2 separate regions of the Mus musculus genome follow, and region 2 is linked to region 1. The links are chromatin contacts, called in public HiChIP or PLAC-seq maps. All regions are on one chromosome and are shown on one strand. The core of a region is the stretch at or near the end of the contact, and the rest is flanking DNA. Distances in the headings are between cores, read along the strand shown.

The links. HiChIP or PLAC-seq counts read pairs in DNA pulled down with a chosen protein or histone mark.
Region 2: a contact with region 1 is called in an H3K4me3 HiChIP or PLAC-seq map of intestinal villus epithelium, with 8 read pairs. The contact joins two enhancer-like sites. A contact is called at or near these places in 1 of 15 datasets of contacts at CTCF or cohesin (CD8 T cells), 18 of 484 Hi-C or Micro-C datasets (the C2C12 cell line, CD8 T cells, DN3 thymocytes and 11 more), 5 of 115 datasets of contacts at active chromatin or transcription factors (bone marrow-derived macrophages, embryonic stem cells, intestinal crypt epithelium and 1 more) and 1 of 9 other capture datasets (embryonic stem cells).

The regions. Positions count from the first base shown.
Region 1 is chr5:64,706,644-64,713,368 of GRCm38.p6, reverse strand. LOC105244755 (a long non-coding RNA gene) reads left to right here. Exons shown (of 4, transcript XR_868443.3): 4 at 4,864-5,160. Among named protein-coding and RNA genes, the nearest start is that of Gm26761, 11 kb to the right of the region's middle. Within about 2 kb of position 2,973, at least 37 of the 459 cell types and tissues checked have an H3K27ac peak or open chromatin away from gene starts, as enhancers often do. A contact at or near this core is called in intestinal villus epithelium, where this site is marked.
Region 2 is chr5:64,784,120-64,790,239 of GRCm38.p6, reverse strand. No RefSeq gene overlaps it. Among named protein-coding and RNA genes, the nearest start is that of Klf3, 16 kb to the left of the region's middle. Within about 2 kb of position 1,864, at least 7 of the 459 cell types and tissues checked have an H3K27ac peak or open chromatin away from gene starts, as enhancers often do. A contact at or near this core is called in intestinal villus epithelium, where this site is marked.

The DNA of each region.
Region 1 (6,725 bases), core at 1,724-4,223:
ACTTTGTAGCTGAAATGTAACTTTCAATAAGACACCACAAGCTGCATAGAAAGACATGTAGTAGCTACTGAGGTGAAATAAGTGTCTTTCACAGTGGCAGGGGGCTGACCGATGATAGCTCAGTGGTTTAAAGTACTTGTTGCACAAGCTTACAACCCAAATTCAGATCTCTAGAAACCATGTCCAAAGCCAGATGCTGTCACACACATCTGTGACCTCAGACCTTTAGAGATACGACAGGCTCTGCCTCAGGTGGAAGATGGGAGCTGATTCTGGAGGGCGACCCTCTCTCTGTTCTACATGCATTCACATACACCCGTGCACAGTGCATGCACACACACACACACACACACACACACAGAGTTAGTACTCCCTATAGAATCTCCATTTAATAGAACACAATCTTCAAATTTTAGACTCCTTTAAGTTTTCTGAAGTGTCCTGTGGAGTGAGCTACAGAATTAATTTTTACCTAATAGTACATGTCACCCAGTCTCAAAGTCTCCTGGTTCACACGAGACAAGAAATCGCTGATAAATTTTTCCAAAACAAGGCTTAGCAAATGGCAGAGTTGCATCAGCTTGCTAATGTTTTTTTAATAAGCTGTATGAGTTCAGTTTGGCAATGGGGAGTTACGCTATCACCTTGATTACACTGAATATACATGATAGCAGTGACCTGAAACTTTACTTTGCAGCTCAAAATGTATGACATTTATTTTGCTGTGTTCAAATTTTGAGGGATGTTTCCCCAAACATCTCTACTTTAAAAATATACCAAGATTTTCATCTATGTTGAAGATCAACTTAAAGAATATCTTTCTAGTGGATGTATACATTCTTTGAGGAGCCTAGGTATTGTTTATAAAATGAACATTTGAAATACAATTTCCTATTATTCAAGCTCTCAGTCTGCTCTCAAAGCTTGGCATGAGTTTACCTGTAAAGGGGTCTAAGTCTATTTTATTTTATTTTATTTTATTTTATTTATTTTTTATTAGGTATTTTCCTCATTTACATTTCCAATGCTATCCCAAAAGTCCCCCATACCCGCCCCCTCACTCCCCTACCCACCCACTCCCACTTTTTGGCCCTGGCGTTCCCCTGTACTGGGGCATATAAAGCTTGCATGACCAATGGGCCTCTTTCCAGTGATGGCCGACTAGGCCATCTTCTGATACATATGCAGCTAGAGACACGAGATCTGGGGTACTGGTTAGTTCATATTGTTGTTCCACCTATAGGGTTGCAGATCCCTTTAGCTCCTTGGGTACTTTCTCTAGCTCCTCCATCTAAGTCTATTTTAAACAATCATGTCTCCTGGGTTTGGGCCCTAGCACCGTAGAAGAAAATCAACACACACACAGTCAACATTGCTGGCAGTTTCTCACCTCCATGAGTAAGAATTTTCTTAATGCTTTACAAATAAAATAAGACACAGAAACAAGTCAGATGTTAAAACTGATTAAAAACAACAACCCGGGAATTATCTCTTTTTCTTTGTGCTCTGTGCTCAGCCACAGCAACATGGTTATGATGGGGGTGTGAGTGTTGGTTCTAGGGCTATGCTGGGCTTAGTAGGGGAGACTCACGTCTGTAAGGATGTGATGAGCCCCAAGACACTGGACTGCCCATGAGGGTGCTTATCTAGGAAATCTAGCAGCCTTCCTAGAAAGTTTTCAGCAGAAGGACTTCTTATTGCATGTATGTGTATCTGTGTGCATGCATGTATGTGTCAGGGTGCTTGTATGCAGATCAGAGGACAACTTGAGGGAACCAGGGATCAAACTCAGGCTTGGTGGCAAGAGCCTTTATTGTCTGAGCCATCCTGTCAGCCCAAAGGACAGCTATATGGCACTTGTTGTGAAAGCTTTCCCTAGATTGAGGAGACGTGACTGCTTTTGGTTGTGCCGTTGCACAGCCTGGTGTGCGTTATTATTGTCAGGACTTCTCTGCCACGCCCCATCCTTCCTACATCTCTCTCTTCTGCATGTCCATTATGTATCCTGTCAAGTAATGGGCATCCAAGACAGATGTGTCATAGAAAGTTTCCCCATGTTTTGAGACTGCTTCTCTTTTTGTTCACTGTCCTAGCTATCCTCAGACCTTCTCACGATATCCACCGACTTGTCATCCTGATAGCATTCGCAGCCATCAGAAACCATAAATGATCCACTCACACAAGGAGCCCCAGTCCAAGGGTGAATTTTTATGAGCTCTGATTATTGGCCCAAATATAAACTCCTTGATTTTAATGGAACCTTGAGCCAAATATAGTACACCACAGTTCAAAGAGGCTCCAAGGCGATTCCTCTGTGTGGGTATTTCTGTTCTTTGTAATTCTCCTTTCTGTTTAGAGTTTTTTTCCTATGGTAGTTTCCACTTATCACAACAAGAAATGCTCACCTAAGGAGTTTGCAAAATCCTCCTTGGCTAGCAGGAGGCTTGCTTTGTAACCAGCCATACAGGCAGGGCATGTCATCTTCTTTGAGCATCACTCATGCCTCGTGTCACTTCCGTGGCCCTGCTAATTGACTTGCATGCCTTGGGCCAGCTGATTTTGTACTGATACCCACTCCTGATCTCCCGAGTGGCTAATAACATATATTCTACCTACAAGGATTAACCACTCCCAATTTCAGTTTGACTCGTTGGACCACATTCAGTGACTGATTTCGCCTTTCCAGATGGACTTTCTGTTGATGAAGTTGCCTCCCTTGCTCCCTCCCTGTCAAAGACCATCACTGTAGGGACTTTGCCCTGTATCCTGGTCAAGCCTCCCTCTTACCTGGAACAGGATACTTGCCTTTTAGTTGTTGACAGTTGGCAGAGATGTCCTAGTTCCTACCTCACTGTTTGAGAAGTTCCCCCTGCCCCCCAGTGTAACAATGGGGAGTGTGAACACCAAGGCCAGGGTTATTTGTTGGGTTGGCCTAGGTCCAGTCCAGAGGTACGAAGTCTAAACTCCTATCTTTGAGGCTGAACTCTGCCGGGTTGATGGAGGGAGGGGTGAAGGGTGAGGTGACAAGGTCCTACGCCCATGGGCAGTCCCTCTTTGTTGGACTATGCTAGCAAATTATAGGTTGGCAGACACTGTTTGAGACATGTGCTGACATGTTAAAAAGAAAGGGCTACTTTGGTTTTCCAGTTTTCACGCCCCCCACCCCCACCCCTTCATGTTTATCTTCCGTGTGCGTTTGGTCATCCCTGTCAGCACGTGTGTGGTTTCTCTAATCGCTCTCTCTTAGGAGCTGGGAAATAGCACAGGAGTCAGAAAATCAGAGGAGTTCCCATTTACTGCTGTGCTGTTCTCTTGCTAATGTAGAATCTCTGTCTCCTTCTCCCTCCCCCCTTCTTTACACACACACACACACACACACACACACACACACACACACACACACACATTTTAGAATGTAGAACAAAATAATAAATGACGGCTCTCTCGTTTCTGGAATCCTTGTAGGAACCATCTGTTGCTAAGGAAGAGTCACAACCTTTGCAATCTGTTGAGCCAAGTTCGAATCCCAGCACTGCCTCCTACTAAAGTGGATGCTATGGTTAGTGGGGAGTTCAGAGACAGAATGTGTATAGAAGACCACTAGTCCTGATCATGTAGTTTAGTGTGCCATACAGACATTTTAAAAGGCAAAGTTAAGTGGAATTGGTAAGTATCTGTGCCCCATGCACAAGCAAGCTATCTATTATCCCCAGAGAGCCTGTCATTTGTTATTGTTGTTGTTGTTTTACAAAGAAGGTCTCCATAGATGACACCTCATTTGCTCTCAGACTTCTCCTTCTCGTATTTTGATCTTGAGATTTCAGATGTCTTCCTGTATCCTCAAAGGACTATGGTTCAGTGGATGCTGAGAGTCGCATCCACTCGTTCCTGCAGATATTTGGAAACAAGGGGCTTATTGGCCATCTCTCCCACAAGAAGGAGAAAGAGGAAGTCAAGAGATTTGGGAGTTGGAAGGGCATGAGTGCTCTCTGTATCTGCTTGGCAGAGTGGAAGCACTGAAGCACAGAGCACACAATGGCTGCCTTTGTCTGCAGGGAGGTTGGGAATGCCTTTGGTTTCCGAGTTTCATCAAGCAGAAAGCAAGAGACCCTGAGTTCCCCGAAGTCTGGCAACATGGAGCACCATGATATTTAAAAAAAAAAAAAGTTTAAGTTCATTGACATGAAACTTTAGGAGGAAAATGTATTGTTGCATAAATGTATGCTATTTTTAAGCCAACAAACCAAAGCATTATAACTGTGAGGGGGGAAAACCTCAATGTGTAAAACAAGTTAATACCATTAACCTGGCAAACATCTTTTTTCCTTTTTCTTTTCTTTTCTTTTCTTTTCTTTTCTTTTCCTGTCTTGTCTTCTTTCTTTCTTTCTTTCTTTCTTTCTTTCTTTCTTTCTTTCTTTCTTTCTTTCTTTCTTTCTTTTTTTTTTTTTTTTGAGACAGGGTTTCACTGTATAGCCCTGGCTGTCCTGGAACTCAAACTCAGAAATCTACCTGCCTCTGCCTCCCAAGTGGTGAGACTAAAGGGGTGCGCCACCACCGCCCAACCCTGGCAAAGTCATCTTAATCACTGAATATGTACTGAAAATATGGATTTCTCCCACCTCCACATTTTCACCACAGGAGGAAAGATTTTCTCTCCTCTAGTCCATAAAATAACCAGGCAAGCTTGGTATCCCTCACTGTCGCACAGGTGACCTGCCTCGGTTGGAATACCTTTTAATGCACCCTTAACCTTTCCATGCAGGTTTCTTGTCATGCAGGGTCACTGTAGGAAGGGGTGAGCAAGCAGAGGTGAGACACAAGGTTCGGCAATATGGAAGAATTCTTCCTCTTTTCCCTCACCAGCAGGCTGCCCTCATAAATTTCATGGAAAGGCCAAGGAGGAACTACTTAACATCTTCTGGCTGACAAGAGCTCACGGTGATGAGAATGCTTTTTCTGTGATCCACTACGTCCTACAAACGTGAGATTCAGAGCTAGCAAGAGGGCTGACAACCTGAGTTCAAGCCCTGGGACTCACATGGTGGAAAGAGAGAGCGAACTTCTGGTACCTATCTTCTGAGATCCCCCGTGCATGCTGAGACACAGCCCTCTCCCCTTTCCCCAGATAATAATTGAGATATTAAAAATTTAAAAAAGCAACATTCTCAGGCCTGCTAGCTTTCCTCTATACCTGCTTCTCTTTTAGCAGCTGGTATGCTTAGCCTTTTCCTGAATATCTGAGAAGTGGGGTGAATTAAGACATAATTGACTATGTCTGGGCATTTTGTTTGTTCTGTTTTTTTGTTTGTTTTATTTTATTTTATTTTATTTTATTTTATTTTATTTTATTTTGTTTTATTGAGACAAGATCTCACCACTCGGCTCAGGTTGACCTGGAATTCACAGTCCAGCTGGGAGTACTGACTGGAATGACACCAGCGGCTCGCCCTTGTTCCAAAATGTACTGATCGAGTAAACAGAGCAACAGTGGATTCCGAGTCCAGTGACAGTTGGTTAATGTTGCCCGGTGTAGGGTCAAAGCCATTCAAACCATTGGATAGAAGAACTCTTCTCACTCTCTAGAGTAACCCCACACAGTAACCCCCCAAAATAATAGCCAGTATTTTTGATTAGATGAAGATAATTGGTGTCTGAACCATTGTCGCACCAAGTTCAATAACTCAGTGTGAAAAGAGAGGGCCACACGCCCAAGGCTCTCACACCAGTCATGCTGTTACAAACGATGCTGTCACTGGAGAGGATGCTTTGCACAATCCGAAAGTGTGTGTAATCGTAGGAGAGGAGCGTGTCAGTAGCACGGGTTCACACTACAGCTATCGTTACTTCTTATCAAGACTCCAAGAGCTGAATCATCCGCACAGGTCCTAAGCTATACCAACCGTGCCAGGGAACGAAAGTCAGGGAGAAATCCCTTCATTTTGTATCACTTTTTACCGAAGGCTTCTGGAGCAAATAAGAAAGTAGGGAGAGTGGTGTGGCTTGTGGGAGGCAGACTGGCAGCGTGGGTTGGCGGCACACCGTGGAAGCTAAAGGAAGGTGGGCTACCAAAGCTGTCCGAGAAGTGCTTGTTAGACATTGAGTCCACTTGTGGCAGGAATGTTTGTTTTATTTCTTTTAAAATTTTAGCAATGAATTCTAAGTCCTTTTCACAGAATTCTGTAAATCTAAGGAGAACCTTAGATTTTATATGCCAATTTTGTCAGAGTCTGCCCCGCCCCCATTAAATAGGTGGAACTCAGAGATGCTCACTAAGTCTTCTGATGTCACTCAGCAAGTTAGGCACAGCAAGTTAGCCAAGCAAAACTGTGGCTTTGAATCCTTTCTTTTTTTTCATTCCTCTGAAAGTATTTGATAAAGGAATGAGTGTCTGTCTGTGTGTCCCACTGTGTGTGTGTGTGTTTGTATATATGCATGTATGCATCTGTGTGCATGTGTGCCTCTGCTTTATTCCCTTGAGACAGGGTCTCTCACAGGACTGGAAGCTGTGATTTAGCCTAAGCCAGCAAGTCACACCCATCCCCCTTTCCCTTCCTCCCCAGCCCTGGGTTACAGGCTTGTGTGGCCACACCTGGCTATTAACCAGGGTGCTGAGTTTTGCAGCTCAGCTTCTCTTGTTTGAGCCGGAGTGTTCTTACCCACAGAGTCATCACCCTGACCTCCTTACACTTTTTGTTTGTAGCATTTCTGCAGAACTGGGGGTGGGT
Region 2 (6,120 bases), core at 615-3,114, 78 kb before region 1:
ACGGAGGCATTATATGCAGGAAAGGTAAATCTATAACCAGAAGTGTTGTCCTTTCTACAGAGGAAGTAGTTCAATGTAGAGTCAACCTGCCACCAGGTCACTGGCTGGTCACCTTGGGGAATGGTGGCATTTCTCAGTGTTGATCTCTACAGTTGGCTGATCTGGCACTCAGCAGCAGCCAGGCTAGCCTTGATGAGAGGAAGTCCTTGTGGTCGAGCACAACCCCATTTCTGCCACCATGGCCACTTTGCTCATGTGCCCATTGGATAATGGCAGGAATAGCTGGCAAAAGAGGCTGACTGTCCACAGAATAGGTCATCGTATCCACTTGATTATTTTCTCAGCTGAAGTCACCTTTTTGTGAACATTTTACATGGGGGCATAAGTATCTTTACATCCTTCACCCATTTGGAGAGATCTATCCACATACTGCTTCCCCAGATGTCTTTCTCATCAATTTCCCAATCATGCTATTTCCAAGTCCCTGATCATTCAGTCAATCCCTTGGCTACAGCTAACTAGCAAACACTCCTACATCTGGCCATTTCTCCTTCTAAACAAAATGTGTACCCCCAAATTTCTGCCCACTGTGAAGATTTCCCCTTGCTGGCATCTTTCAGGGTTGTCCCAGAAAGAAGTTGTAACGCTGCAGCTATCCACTTCTGGGTGGTGCTTGCATATCATGCATCAATAAAGTCGGCCCTAGTCTTCTCTTTCTCAGTTAATCAATCATAGGGCACACCCCATGAGGCTGTAGCTGCGTAATTAGCAGCAGATGGCATTGTAATGGGAGAAAAAAAAACATAGACATTTGTGAAACTTCTTTATGTAACTTGCTTGTGCCTTCAGGACCTGCTTGGGCCTAGTATACCACTTCCATTTTATAATAGATTGCTGCTGTGCACATACTACTACTTTGTGACTTGGTGGGTCAGATAACACTCAACTCATGATGGGCAGCTCAGGTAGCATGATATCTTGGTGGCCCATCAAAGTGGGAACTTCTAGTTTCTTTGGAACATTAGTTATATCAAATATTTTGCTGAGGTACACAGATGAAAGGATGTTTTGATACAGCAAACACGTGAAAGGACCCCATGATGAGGGAATGTATGTATGACTCCACAGACAGTGGGAGACGAGCATCGAGCATTGGTTTGGTTTGCTCTGCCTTGCTATTCTTTGCTAACAACATGTATGTATCAGTTTGTCTTACATAGAATTTGTTGTTGAACTCCACTAGTGGTGACATCAGAGAGAAACTCGCCAAAGAACTGCTTGTGAGGCTCCTGCAGCAGCTTGCTGCTTCTGTGGCCTCTCCTCTGGCCTGTTGACACACCTTTAGATTTCTTCAGCATTGAACTACAGCTGCTGGTTCGTGCCTGCTGTCTGCCTTCCTAGAGGACTGATCTGTAGCTGCCGAGTCATATTTGCTGTTTGCTATGCGACTGAACTGCTCCCAAAGAGGATCAAGCTCACTCCCAAAGAACTATTGCTAAACAGGCCCACTTCTTCCATATTCTAATAACTTTTCTCTTCCACTACCACTGCTGGGTGGTGGGGAAGAGAAGAGGTTGAACATTTGCAAAAATTTTCTGCCTACAACCCATTGTCAAAATTCACTTTCTACTAAGGCCCAAGAGAGCCAAGAGCTTTCTTTCAAAGGGAGAATAATTATCTACAGATGATGGTAGAGCCTTGCTCCAAAACTCCAAAGGTCTCTTCTGGGATTAACCTATAGTCCTTATCTATCACTGACACCTCAAGTACCATTGGGTCTGCTGGATCATAAGGTCCAAGTGGTAGGGCAGCCTGCACAGGAGCTTGGAGCTGTTGATAAGCCTTCTCTGTTCCAGGCCCCACACAAAGCTAGTAGCTTTCTGAATCAGTTGGTATATGGGCCAAAGTACCACACCCAAGTGAGGAATGTGCTGCCTCCAGAATCCAAATAGGCCCATTAAGTGTTGTGCTTCTTTCTTGGTGGTGGGAGGGGCCAGGCGCAATAACTTATCCTTTACTTTAGAAAGAATATCTCTTTGTAACCCACACCACTTGACTCCTAAGAATTTCATTGAGGTAGAAGGCCCTTGAACTTTGGTTGGATTTATTTCCCATTCTCTGATATGCATATGGATTACCAATGAGTTCAAAGTGGTTGCTACTTCCTGCTTACTTAATCCAATCAGCATAATGCCATTAATTTAGTGAGCAAATGTGATGTTTTGTGGAAGAGATATACAATCAAGGTCCTTTTTAACTAAGTTATGACATATTGCTGAAACGTTAATATATCCTTGAGGTAAAACTGAGAAGGTATACTGCTGGCCTTGCCTATGGAAAGCAATTGCTTCTGGTGGTCCTTATGGACAGGTACTGAGAAGAAGGCATTTGCTAGATCAATAGCTGCACACCATGTACCAGGAGATGTGTTAATTTGCTCAAGTAAGGATACAACATCTGGTATAGCAGCTTCGATCAGATTCAGCTAATTGCATTTTCAATAGTCAACTGTCATTCTCCAAGATCTGTTTGTCTTTGTACTGGCCAGATATGAGAGTAAAAGGGAGATGTGGCAGGAACCACCACCCCTGCATCTTTCAAGTCCTTGATAGTGGCACTAATCTGCAGTTCCTCCAGAGTTTCAATATTGTTTTTGATTTACTATTTTCTTTGGAAGAGGCAACTCTAAAGGTTGTCATTTAGCCTTTCCAACCATAATAGCCCTTGATCCACAGGTCACGGAACCAATGTGAGAATTCTGTCAACTTCTTAGTATATCTATCTCAATTATATATTCTGGGACTGGGGAAATAACCAGAAGATGAGTTCGGGAAACCACTGGACTGACTGCAAATCTGACTTTGGTCAAAGTTCCTTTCATCACCTGGCCTCCATAAGCCCCTATTTTAACTGGAGGGCCACAATGTTTCTTGGGATCTTCCAGGATCAGCGTCAGTTCAAAATGATTATCCAAAAGACACTGGAAAGTCTGTTTCTTTTCTCCCAGTGAACAGTTACCCATGTAAAATGGGTTCCTCTGGGGAAGAACTGGAGAAAGGCCAACAGCAAAACTTTTAGGTGTCTTATTAAGGTCCTTCCTCAGGGAAACCTGGCCACTCTTCCATTCAAGGTGTTCTGGCTCTGCAAACTAGCTCAAGTTTGGAAATTGATTCACAGGCTGAAATTCTGTTTTGTTATGATCCAATGTAGCCTTTCTTTCATTTGTTTGAAATATTTTTGCTTATATAGATCAAACACAAATTCATTAGATGTCTTCTCTATTTCACCCCCTGAAACACCATGATAGATTAGCAAGTACCAAAGGTTCGTATGAGTCAGGGCGGTATAAAATTCACCTGTCCCATGCTGACCATTAGGTCATTGTGAACTTTGTATTGTCTACACTGCCCATTATAATAACCACGAACGCCTTTCCTTTGGTGATTCAGTGCTGCCCCTGTTCCCTGCTACCTGGGGTCCAATAAAACTCCATTTGATCCACCCTACGAGCAGCAGCATCGCCAACGCTAGGATCTGGAACACGGAGAAGCTCTCCGAATGCGCTGCGGCTCCTCTCAGCATTTTGCCTCTTTTGTTTTGTTTTCAGCTTTGCTGTTGGAACTCAACTAAAACTGTCTTACCTGGCTGTTCTGGCACTCATTCTGTAGACTAGGCTGGCCTCAGGAACTCGCAGACACCTACCTGCCTCTGCCTCCCGAGTGCTGGGAGTAAAGGTGTGTACCAGGGCATGTCTTCTAGGCCTTCCCAGTGTGGAAGATTAGGTTTTACACAACATACCCACATAGCCACTCTAGGATTGAAATTTCCCTGAGCCTTAAAATCCCTTCATCAGCAGTAAACCAACAGAGATCAAACATCTCCAATGCATTTTCCTTACCCCATCTTTTGACAAATGCTCAGCCAACCATTCAAACAAACGTTTGACACTATTTCCATCCCACACATGTGGTGGAGGATTCTGCCTGAATGAATTAGGAAACTCATTAAGCTCCTTAGTAATGTAGGACACTTCCTCATGGACTACATTTTCTACCTCCTCTTTAGGAGCTTGCTTGGTCTTAAGTCTGGTTATAGGTTTAGAGGCCATGAATGGTGGACTCTAGGAGGACATCAGTATTATCTTGCCTGGCATGGCCTTCAGAGAAAGTCACTGCTGGTTTAGCAGACAATAAAGGATTAATTTCCTCAGCCAAAGATGAAAAGGGCAATATTTCAAGGGATGGGAACAGTGATGACTTCTTCAGGTGAGATAAATCCTTGAGAACTAAAGGGTCCAAAGTTCTTAGCTTCATTAGCGTTCTCATACACATTGTCATTCCAAGTTACAGGGTCCCATTCTTTACAATTAATGTCCTTAATTTGACTGCCAACTCCTTTAGAGACTGTCACTTGAATTTTCACTGTAATTTAGCTGGACCTATAATGAGGGCTCTGATGGCTATTCTTGGTTGTCAACTTGACTACATCTAGAATGAACTTCAATCCAGAAATGGAGAGCACACCAGTGGTCCAGATCTTGAGGTATAACAGCCATGAAAAAGCTAGGCCCAGGCAAGGTAGTGCATGCCTTTAATCTCAGGAGACAGAGGCAAGCAGATCTCCGAGTTCAAGGCCAGCCTGGGCCAGAATAACTTCCAAGTCCAGTCATGATGATACCCATTTTTAATCGATGCATTCAGGAGACATCACCATGCAGAAAGTTCAAGATTAATCTACAGAACAAGTTCCAGTACAGCCAAGCTTAGGCAGTGAAGGAGTTGGAAAATATAAAGCTGGCAAAAGGTAATAGAACAAAGGAGCCATGTTCCAGTCCCACCAAGCAGCAAAATTCGGCAGTTGTGGCCATGTGGCTCTGACTTTATAGTCAAGAAAAGAAGGGACTACTGGTAAAATTGATGCTGGTTAGCTGGAGCTAAGAAATAAGCAGTGATTAAAAAGAGATCAGCATCAATCATTGAAGTGAAATCTTTTGGGAAGTGTTTTCTGAAAGCACATAGAAGCTATGTTCCAGAGATAACCAAGGTTGTACCTCATGCTTCAGCTGGACTTGGTAATGTGTAAGAGTCACCCAGGTGGAACTGGTTTTGACAACATGAAGGTGTCATGGAGAACAGCTTAGGTTTGGCACTGTGAGAGGCCATGGGAGTCCACTGGTGAAGGTGCAACCTCAGTTGTAGTTGACTGTCCAGGACTGAAGGGGTCATGCATAGAAGTTGAGGCTTGGCACCATGAAGAAAGCCTAAGAGAGGCTATTGGTGAAGCCTAGTTGCAACAGAAGACTCCAGTGTATTGGAGATGCCAGCAGCATGAGATGATCACCAAGAACAGCAGCAACAGTATGGTGGAGTCAACCAGAACCTAGAGTGCTACAGAGGGCAGAGCTAGAGAAGTAAACCAAGCCCTTTGGAGGAGCCCAGAAGATCATGTGTGGATCCCAGACATTGGGATGAGAAGCTGTGAAGTTGAAGTTGTCTTGGATACCTCAAGATGTAAGAGATGCCAGAACCATGGGAAACTGGTCTAGGAAAGCCGCTAACAGGGAGTAGAACCAGCCAAAGAAAATAATTGTGTTGCACTCAACAAAGATGAAAGGAGTTGGGGATTTGAAGAGAGCTTTGATATCAGACATAGAGATCCTGAGTTTGCCCAGCTGGTTTTTGGTCTTATGTTGGTTCAGTATTTTCTCACCATGACGTTTTGGAATGATAATGTATATCCTGCATGATGTAGGAAGTATGTGATCTGTGTTTTTTTTTTTTTTTTTTTTTTTAAGTTTTGACTTACTATGGTATTATAGTTAGGAGATTGCATGAATCTCAAAAGAGACTTTTGGACTTTTAACATTGTTGAGACTGTTATAAACTGTGGGACTTTTGAAGTTGGACTAGGTGTATATTTTGCATTATGCTACGGCTAGTTATCACCCCCATAGATTTATGTGTTTGAACAAACCTATGGGGGCCAGGGAGTGGAATGTGTTGGTTTGGATTTGCTTGGTTCAGGGAGTAGCACTATTCAGAAATAGTGGCCTTGTAGGAGGAATTGTGTCACTGTGGGGATGGGCTTTGGGAGGCCCTCCTCCACGCTGTCGAAAGATAG